2 separate regions of the Oryctolagus cuniculus genome follow, and region 1 is linked to region 2. A link is a contact called in public Micro-C data. All regions are on one chromosome and are shown on one strand. The core of a region is the stretch at or near the end of the contact, and the rest is flanking DNA. Distances in the headings are between cores, read along the strand shown.

What was found. Hi-C and Micro-C count contacts between places; a contact is called where the count stands out from the background.
Region 1: a contact with region 2 is called in a Micro-C map of ear pinna, with 4 times the contacts expected there. The contact joins the promoter of TXLNA here to the promoter of BSDC1 in region 2. A contact is called at or near these places in 2 of 6 Hi-C or Micro-C datasets (ear pinna and an unstated tissue).

What each region holds. Positions count from the first base shown.
Region 1 is chr7:140,274,021-140,278,931 of mOryCun1.1, forward strand. TXLNA (taxilin alpha) reads right to left here and starts at 1,976. Exons shown (of 11, transcript XM_008273771.4): 1 at 1,809-1,976; 2 at 1,096-1,451; 3 at 265-603. The coding sequence starts at 1,261.
Region 2 is chr7:140,083,765-140,088,521 of mOryCun1.1, forward strand. BSDC1 (BSD domain containing 1) reads left to right here and starts at 2,932. Exons shown (of 11, transcript XM_002720710.5): 1 at 2,932-2,983; 2 at 3,239-3,299. The coding sequence starts at 2,973.

The DNA of each region.
Region 1 (4,911 bases), core at 726-3,225, 190 kb after region 2:
TATTGCCCAGGGCGGGGAAAGGACATGCCCAAGGTCACACAGCAGGGACGAAGCGGTGTGGGCAGGTACAGAGCCCATCCAAACCTCTCCGCTTTGTCCATGAGGATCAGGCTCCATTTCACTTGCTCCCAACCTGAACGACTCCGGCCTGTGGCTGGAATACCCTGCGCTTTGAATCAACCAGGGAGACTCCCTGCTGCACAGCCCAAGGAATGTCAGGTGCAAAGCCCTCCCCACAGCCCCCCGCAGCTGCCCTCTGCTCACCCAGACCCTTGGCCTTCTTCTTTTCCTGTGGCCTCCGGTGGTCTCGGTCTCCGACCTCATCGCTCGTCCGGATCTCTTCCGTGCCCGGCTCTGCCTTGGAGGTCTCCTTCTCGCCATTGACTACTGGGGTGCCCGGCTCCGGCTCCCCATTCCTTGCCACATAGGCGCGAGACTTCTCTGCATCTTCAGGTTCAGGGGGCTCACCCTGGACCCCATCCTCACCCGGGGCCCCCTGGTTGTTGTCCACACAGTATGTACTGAGTATGTCTTCCAACTGGCGGCTCAGCTCCTCAGAGACATCACAGAGCGCCCCAGGCTGAGCAGTTTTGGCTTGAGCCCCTAGGGCAGGAGAGGACGAGAGGCAGCGACAGACGGCAAGGTTAGACCACCACCTGGGATCGTGAGCCCAGCCAGCCTCACTGGTTCAGGTTTAAGGTTGCCCCAGCTTACTTAATTCTCGCAACCTCCCCAATACAGTTTGTTCAAGCATAAAATAAGTACGTACGGCACCTGGGACTGCCATGTCGCAGGAGGCAGGCAACTCAATGTTTCGTCCATTCCCCTCCCTCTAAAAGCCCCCGCTTGCTATGCAAGCAGCTCCAGAAATGCCTCGACAACGAACCAAGGGCAGTGACCCACACTGGTGACCGAGGTCCTTCGGATGGAACCCGGCGTCACTGGCTGAGGCCTCAGGTGCCGGCCACCTGCGAGAAGCCTGCAAGGGCCTCCCCTCCCCAGAGCCTGGGATGCTCCACATCCCCGCTGCCTCCTCCCTGGGCCGGGCCGCGAACTCCTCCCCCAGGCGGCTGGAAACGCAGAGCTGGCACACACCCTCCGGCCTCCCGGGAGCCTGGCTGCTGGCACCTTCGGCTTCTCGGGCGGGGGCCGGCCGGCCGGGCCGCCCCTGGGCTCCCTCCGCTCCTGCTTCCGGCTGTCCCGGGCTGCTTTTGGGGTTGGGCTGTTTGGCAGCCCCGTTCTTTTTGTCTTGATTCTTCATTGTGCGCTGCCACCTTAGGTTGGGATTGGATCCTTGAGAAACACAGTTGCTATTTTCCACAGAATTCTTCGCAGCCTGGATCAGAAATCACAGCCCAGGCGCACCTTCAACGGAGGGAGCCAACGGTTCTCCCGCTGTCCGGCCGGTCAGGGGGCCTGGCGCACCCCGGCGGGTTTCCGGGGCGCTGCTCCTGGAGCGGGTGAGGAGAGAGGCCTCCTTGTTCCCCCCGAAGCCACTTCCCGGCCCCACACGGCCCCTCACGGCAGGCCCGGCGCGGGATTGGCTCCCGGCCGCAGACTGACGTGGCGGGACGCTCGACTCCGACCCCTCCCCCCGCGCCCCAGGTCCCACGTGGGCTCCCGCGCCCGCGCGCACGCAGCCACCCACGCCCCGCGCGCCCTCCAGTCGCGCGCATGCGCACAGCGTCACCCCGACTCCCCCCACCCCCGCCGCCGCCCACGCGCAGAAATCGGAGCAATTTCCCCGCTGGCCGAAAGTGTCCAGGTCTGCAGGCCCTCACCGTCCGTCGTCCCGCCGCTGGGCTCACCTCACGGGCGACGTGCGACCGCGTCCCCAGCGCTGGCCTCGCACCGGAAACCCTGGGTAACCGCTGCCGGCAGAGCCGCCTGTCCGAGCCACAGCCAATTAGTAGCCGGCGCTGGCGCGGAGCTTGCCGGGAGCCGGGAGCGAAGGCGGCCTCCAAGGCGGGTGCATCGGGAGGGCGGGGACAGGAGCGGACTACACGTCCCACCATGCATCGGTCGACACAACTCCCAGGATGCTCTCGTCCTCAGAGCCGCGGACTCCGGAGGGCTGGGGAGCCGGTGGTTCTGAGCAAACCTCCACGTCAACCTCGCCGGTGTCGTGCAGAAGCCCTGTGCGGCCCAGCCTCACTGCGCCCGCGTGCCTCGGTCCACACTCCGTCAGTCCGGGGACTCCGGAGAGGCCTGGGCTGGGAGGCAGGCCTGTGTTCCAGGTCCGACTTCATCCCTAGGTGCCACGCGACTGGACGTTCTTTTCTCTCCCTGCCTCGATTTCCTTATTCTGACGCAGGCTTTCAGTGACCGTAGCGGTTCTCTGAGCACACCCCGTGTGCTTCCCTGGTCTCTTAAAAGCCCTGGCCTCCTAGCTGCTGGAGATAAGTACTATTTGTCATTCCCATTTAACGGAAGAGGGCTGTAAGGCTCGCGTTAGACAGCTCGCCCACGGTCACAGATGCTGGGTTCGAGCAGTGGTTCAGAACCTGACTACTCCGCTACCCTGCCTTTTACTCAGAAGAAATAATCACCATTGCAGGCGTTCTCCAAGAGCCCGGGTAACTTGTGAAAGGTAGTTACCCCCCCCCCCCCCCAATAAGCTCGGCAGTCCCGCAGGAAGGGGCAGAGGGGTCCCTGCAGGGGTGTTTGACCTCAGGCCCATTCCTGAAACTTCTTCGTCCCATTTTGTACAAAGTCCTTGTGGTACTAGGGCTAAAACTGAAAAGGCCAGATTTTTCTCCAAAGGTGGGATCACAATTTTTTAAAAAGATTTATTTATTTATTTGAAAGGCAGAGTTACACAGAGAGGAGAGGCAGAGAGAGAGAGAGGTCTTCCATCCGCTGGGTCACTCCCCAATTGGCCGCAACCGCCAGAGCTGCGCCGATCCGAAGCCAGGAGCCAGGTGCTAGGAGCTTCTTCCAGGTCTCCCACTGGGTGCGGGGGCCAAGGACTTGGGCCATCCTCCAGTGCCTTCCCAGGCCATAGCAGAGAGCTGGATTGGAAATGGAGCAGCTAGGAGGTCTTGAACTGGCGCCCATGTGGGATGGCGGCACTGCAGGCACCAGCCCCGAGGTCACAATTCTTTATCACCGCTGCTTATAGACGTTGGAATAAAACCCAGTACTCTTTGCACCTGGAATCTGAAGAGCCTACGTGGTTTGGCTTTTGCCTCTTCCATCCAATCTTGGGTTTTTTGCTCCAACTCTACTTTTATGATTCACAGGGTTTCTCAGGTTTTTGCAGATGCTTGCTATTTTTCTTCCAAAGTGCACTTATGGCAAAAATAAACAACAAACTTGAGAGCCATCTCAAAGAGCACATCAAAACCCTCCCAGTGCTCTGCCACTGTTGCAGCTCCCTAGTGTTAACCAGATTAGTCCCGAGTCCTGAACTTACTGTTTGCTGCCAAGTCAGTGAGCTTTGCGATGACCGTTGGATAAATGCTCGAGTCCCCAAGCCCACCATCGGGCTGGGGCTACAGGATGTAGTAACTTGTAGATTTACCAGGCAACACTGAAGGCACTGTCGCCTGATAGCATGACAGAATGAGGCTCAGACAGTGGAGCGTGGCCTGAGTGCTGGGCCTCTGCACCTGATGTGGGGTAAATAAGAAGTTAGTTTAGGACTGAGCTGGAAGTCAGAAGCCCTCATGTTAATCCTATCCTGTCAGTCAAATGCCCTCTTGCCTGGGATGCATCTGTTTCATCCGGGACCTAAGAAGACACCATGGGCCGGCGCCGAGGCTCACTAGGCTAATCCTCCGCCTTGCGGCGCCGGCACACCGGGTTCTAGTCCCGGTCGGGGCACCGGATTCTGTCCCGGTTGCCCCTCTTCCAGGCCAGCTCTCTGCTGTGGCCCGGGAGTGCAGTGGAGGATGGCCCAAGTGCTTGGGCCCTGCACCCCATGGGAGACCAGGAGAAGTACCTGGCTCCTGCCATCAGAACAGCGCGGTGCACTGGCCACAGCGCGCTGGCCGCGGGGGCCATTGGAGGGTGAACCAACGGCAAAGGAAGACCTTTCTCTCTGTCTCTCTCTCTCATTGTCCACTCTGCCTGTAAAAAAAAAAAAAAAAAAAAAAAAAAAAGACACCATGAAAATACGGATATTGAGCTCCATGTGGAATTTGTGGGGGCGCCATGAAATTCCTAGGTAGCTTCATGCCTGGAGAGGCATCACCTGGAACTCACAAAGGAGACCAACAACTGGGAGAGGGGCTCTTCCACGACAGACCACAGCTGTAGGGACTGCCAGGTGCCCTCTCTCCCCTCCCCCACCCCTTTTCCTGTCAGGTAAATCTGATGGTGTGTCTCTGGCGCAACCCATGCTCATCTCTGTTCACTTTCTCACCTTTTAAATAAATGTTACCACTTTGTACACTTTATTTGTGCCAGCACTTGGAATGTGTATCTGTGCATGAGTAAGAAAATTAATGGAGGCAGGTGCTGTGGCGCAGCGGGTTAACGCCCTGACCTGAAGCGCTGGCATCCCATACGGGCGCCGGTTTAAGTCCCAGCTGCTCCACTTCTGATCCAGCTCTCTGCTGTGGCCTGGGAAAGCAGAAGATGGCTCAAGTCCTTGGGCCCCTGCACCCATGTGGGAGACCAGGAAGAAGCTCCTGGCTCCTGATGGGCGCAGCTCCAGCTGTTGCGGCCAATTGGGGAGTGAACCAGTGGATGGAAGACCCCCCTCCCCCGCCTCTCCTCTCTCTGTGTAACTCTGCCTTTCAAATAAATAAATCTTTAAAAAAGATTAATGGAATAAAAAAATTAATGCTTCCCTTACCCACATCACACACATAGGAAACCTGGGTGCCCCAGCTGTTGTGGCCATTTGGGGAGTCATCCTGCAGATGGGGGACGTTGATCTCTCCTGTATAATTCTGCCTGTGAAAT
Region 2 (4,757 bases), core at 1,682-4,181:
CCATCCTCCACTGCACTCCCTGGCCACAGCAGAGAGCTGGCCTGGAAGAGGGGCAACCGGGACAGAATCCGGCGACCTGCCGGGTCTAGAACCCGGTGTGCCGGCGCCGCAAGGCGGAGGATTAGCCTAGTGAGCCACGGCGCCGGCTCAAATGTAATTTTTAACTACTTATTTATTTTTTATCTACTTGAAAAGCAGAGTGGGGGTGGGGAGGGAGAAGGCACCTCCATCTACTGGTTCACTCCCTAAGTGCCTGCAACAGACAGGTTGGGCCAGACTAAAACTAGGAAACTTCATCTGAGCCTCCTACATGGGTGCAGGAACTCAATCGCTGGGCCATCACCTGCTGCCTCCCAGGGTGCATCAGCAGGAAGCTGGATTAGAAGTGGAACAGATGGGACTTGAACTGGCACAGGCATCCCAAGCTTTGGTTTATCCTGCTGTGCCACAATTCCTACCTCTACCTCTTTTCTTTATAAAGTAGCCTGCCTCAGGGGCCAGCGCCGCGGCTCACTTGGCTGGTCCTTCGCCTGTGGCGCCAGCATCCCATGTGGGCGCTGGTTGGGGCGCCGCATTCTGTCCCGGATGCTCCTATTCCAGTCCAGCTCTCTGTTGTGGCCAGGGAGGGAAGTGGAGGATGGCACAGGTTCTTGGGCCCTGCACCCACATGGGAGACCAGGAAGAAGCACCTGGCTCCTGGCTTCAGATCAGCGCAGCGCCGGCCATGGTGGCCATTTGGGGGATGAACCAACGGAAGGAAGACCTTTCTCTTTCTCTCTCTCTCTCACTGTCTAACTCTGCCTGTCAAAAAAAATAATAAAGTAGCCTGCCTCAGGTATTTCATTATAGTAATGAAAAAGAGACTAATACAATCACCCATCCTACTTTCTATCTCTATGAATTTGACCACTCTAGGTGTCTCATATAAATGGAAGCATACAATGTTTTGCCCCTCTGTAACTAGCTCATTTCACCTTAACATAGTGTATTCAGGGTTCAATTATATTGTAGTATGTGTCAGAATTTCCTTCCTACTTAACAAAAATGTTCTTATTTGTTTGAGAGGCAAAGAAAGAGACAGGAAAACAGAGAATGCCCATCTGCTTGTCCACTCCTGCAGCAGGCAGGGCCGGGCCAGGCTGAAGTTGGAAGCAAGAACTCAGTCCAGGTCTCCCAGGTGAGGCAGGGGCCCAACTACTGGAGCCATCGCCTGTTGCCTCCTGGGGGCACGGTAGCAGGAGGCTGGAATCAGGAGTGGAACTGGGGTGCAAACACAGGCACTCTGCTAGGAATGCAGGTGTCCTAACTGGTATTCAGTGACGAGCCCAAACATCTGTCCTCAGAATTTCCTTCCTGGGCCGGCGCCGCGGCTCAATAGGCTAATCCTCCGCCTTGCGGCGCCGGCACACCGGGTTCTAGTCCCGGTCGGGGCACCGGATTCTGTCCCGGTTGCCCCTCTTCCAGGCCAGCTCTCTGCTGTGGCCAGGGAGTGCAGTGGAGGATGGCCCAGGTGCTTGGGCCCTGCACCCCATGGGAGACCAGGAAAAGCACCTGGCTCCTGGCTCCTGCCATCGGATCAGCGTGGTGCGCCGGCCGCGGCGGCCATTGGAGGGTGAACCAACGGCAAAGGAAGACCTTTCTCTCTGTCTCTCTCTCTCACTGTCCACTCTGCCTGTCAAAAAAAAAAAAAAAAAAGAATTTCCTTCCTTCTTAAGACTAAGCAATATTCATTATATATATATGTACTACATTTTATTTACTCATTCATCTGACACTTGGTTGCTACCACCTTTTGGCTATTGTGAAAGAAGCTGCTTCAAACGTGGTGTACAAATACCTGTTGGAGCTCCTATTTCAATTCTTTTGGTCATCTATATTCAGGAGTGGAATTGTGAAAACATATGGTAATTCTATGCTTAGTTTTTTGAGGAAATGCCATACTTTATTACCACAGCAACCGCACCACTGTGCATTTCCACCAACGTATATTTCCTAAAATATTGCTTTCAGGACAAATTAACACTAGATTTAAGGAAGGCAAGAGTTGGTGGACAGATACTAGTTAAGAGGCTCTTGCAATTAACCAGGTGAGAGATGATGGTGGATTGAAACTACATACTAGAGGCGAAGGTGGCAGGATTAGATTCTGGTGGTGATTTAAAGGCAAAGCCTGCTGGATTCGTTAAGGAATCAGCTTTTAAATGCTATGAATGAAAGTAAATGTATGAAAGAAAGTGAACAAAGATGACTCCCAGGCTTTCGCCTGAGCAATAGAAGAATGAGGGTGTCATTTACAGACGTGGGGAGTCTGCAGGAAGTTGAGGTGGAATGCATAAGTCTGTTTTAGGACCTGTTGAGTTTAACATGCCTATTACACGTGCAATCCAGCCTGGTGTCCAGAGAACTTGCGTGGGCCGGAGAGAGAATCTGAGAGCTGTCAGCACATAGATGGCATCTAAAGTCAGGAGACTTGATGAGATTACCTAAGAAATGATTACAGACATGGAAAAAGAGAGGAGCAGGGACTGAGCTCTGGGACGTCCAGCGACAAGACAGCAGAGGCCGGCGCTGTGGTGCAGCGGGTTAAGGCGCCGGCGGGCAGTGCCGGCATCCCACTGGCTTCCCAGCCCGAATCCCGATCTTCCTCTCCTCCCCTCCGAGTTCTCCCACAGGGAGCAGGCTGAGCGCGGCACCCACCGGCCACCGTATCGGAAGTTAGCCGCTGCCATACAGGGAACTGTACTGGATGAGGATTGGATCGAGAGCTCAGGGGCGGAGTTTAGAGGTAAACTCCGGCCTGACTGCGAAGCGAGCTCGGGGAGGCGGGGTTTAATGATGGAGCGGAGCGGGGATTGGGCCAAAGGCAGAGCCGGCCCGATGATTGGGCCGAGCGCTCCGGGGCGGTGCTTGAGGGGGCGGGGCCGTGCCGGAAGTCAAAGGTCGGTAAATAGTGGTGATGTCATGCGGGCAAGATGGCGGAAGGGTGAGCCCGTCATCCTCCTCCTAGGCGTTGAGGCCCGATTCTCCCAGGGTTTGGGCACTGGGCAAGGGACCTTGGGGCGAACAGGAGATCCGCGCGGGAGTGGACGGAGCTGGCGGGCGGAGTGCAGTCTCAGGACGGGGTTGGGGAAGCGGTCTGCGAAGCCTCGGCCTGCGGCCCACATCAGGGAAAAACAGACCCGATCATTGGGTGGGCAGGAGTGCCGGCGGGGCCGCCAGATGTGTCTGTCTTCCACAGGGAGGACGTGGGATGGTGGCGGAGCTGGCTGCAGCAGAGCTACCAGGCAGTCAAAGAGAAGGTAAGCCGGGCCAGCACCCTTCCCGCGGCCGGGCCCCGCACCGCCCTGCCCGGCTCTGGCAGTCTGGAGCCTCAAGACCGACCTGGGCCCTGCTGTCACAGGCCCCGGCGCAGACCGGTGTGGTGCGAGCACGGTGACATAAGGACTGTGTGCATGGCTGGAGGGATCCTTTCGTAGGGCTCCATAGGAAGGAGCAGTGCATACCAGCTCCAGAAAGTCACAACTTCTCGGTGAAAGACAGAGCACTTGATATAGGCCTTGAAGAAAAAGCATTCTGGCCATGAGAACACTTACTCCCACCTATTCACATATTAGACTGTGTGCCCCAGCTAGCTCTCTGAGTCTCAACAGGTCTTGAGGATACAGACCGTAGCCAAACAGATGCTGGAAGACAGCCATTAACCAGATGGACAAGCAAATAGCTGTTTAATTACTGATGTGGTTAGTGCTGTGAAAGGAACGTGCTGGAGTACCTTGTCTAGTCCGGGGAGTCAAGACAGGAACCTTCTTGGGGCCAGCCCTGCCCAGACGGGATGAAAAGCAAGAAACCAGGCCAGAGACGAGTTTGTTGGTGCCTGAAGAGGCCTCTCTACACAAGGAGTTTGCCAAGAGAGGCGGAGTGACTGAGGTGGATGGCCCGAGAGTGGAGGGCCCTGTGGGCTAAGTGGCGCTGGGGTCTGTCGGTGGGCAGTGCCGATGTCTGTGCCTGTTTCATTCCATGCCAGTCAGAACCAGAGCAACTGAGTCGTGAGAAAAGTTAATGACCAGTTATCACGGGCAACTGGAGTGAGCCCTGCTTCAGGCAAGCTCCAGGAGGCTTCTGTGTGGGAGCGTTTTTGTTCCTCCCTTGGCCTGAGCGTCTCTGTACATCCTGTCAGCTGCAGCCCAGAGAATGCAAGAATGTCCTGAGCTGTCTAGGTTGGTGATGAGGACTCACAGAGAAGGCTTCGCTCCGGGTTTTCATGAAAATGAGCCCAGGGTGGCAAGCTGCCTGTGGAGCAGTGTCGTGGGAGGAAAGCCTGAATTCATTCAGCCAGGCTGTGATGAGAGCCTCCGTGTGTGGGTCTTACCGTAACTCCTGAGAAAGTGAGGGCTACTGCAAAAGGTCATGGAAAATGTTCATTATGGAAAAACCATAGATTTCAAAAATTTCTGCAGCACAGTAAACTTTGAAGATATCCATTTCCTCCATGAGCTTTTGAAAGTGCCCTCACACGAAGTCGGTCAGTCTTTCACTGCGAATCCGAGAATCTTCGTTCTCGGGAGTTACTGGTCAGAAGCAGAGGTGTGAGTGTTGCTTCTGCCTTTTTGGTGAGATTTAATCTCTGTCTGTTAACCACGTTAACGTGGACTTGGGCCAGTTACTTGACCTCCAGGCCTCGTTTGCTCACCTACAAAGCAGAAATAGTAATAACGCGTACTTGAAGAGATTGTCGTCAGTGTTAAATGATGACATAT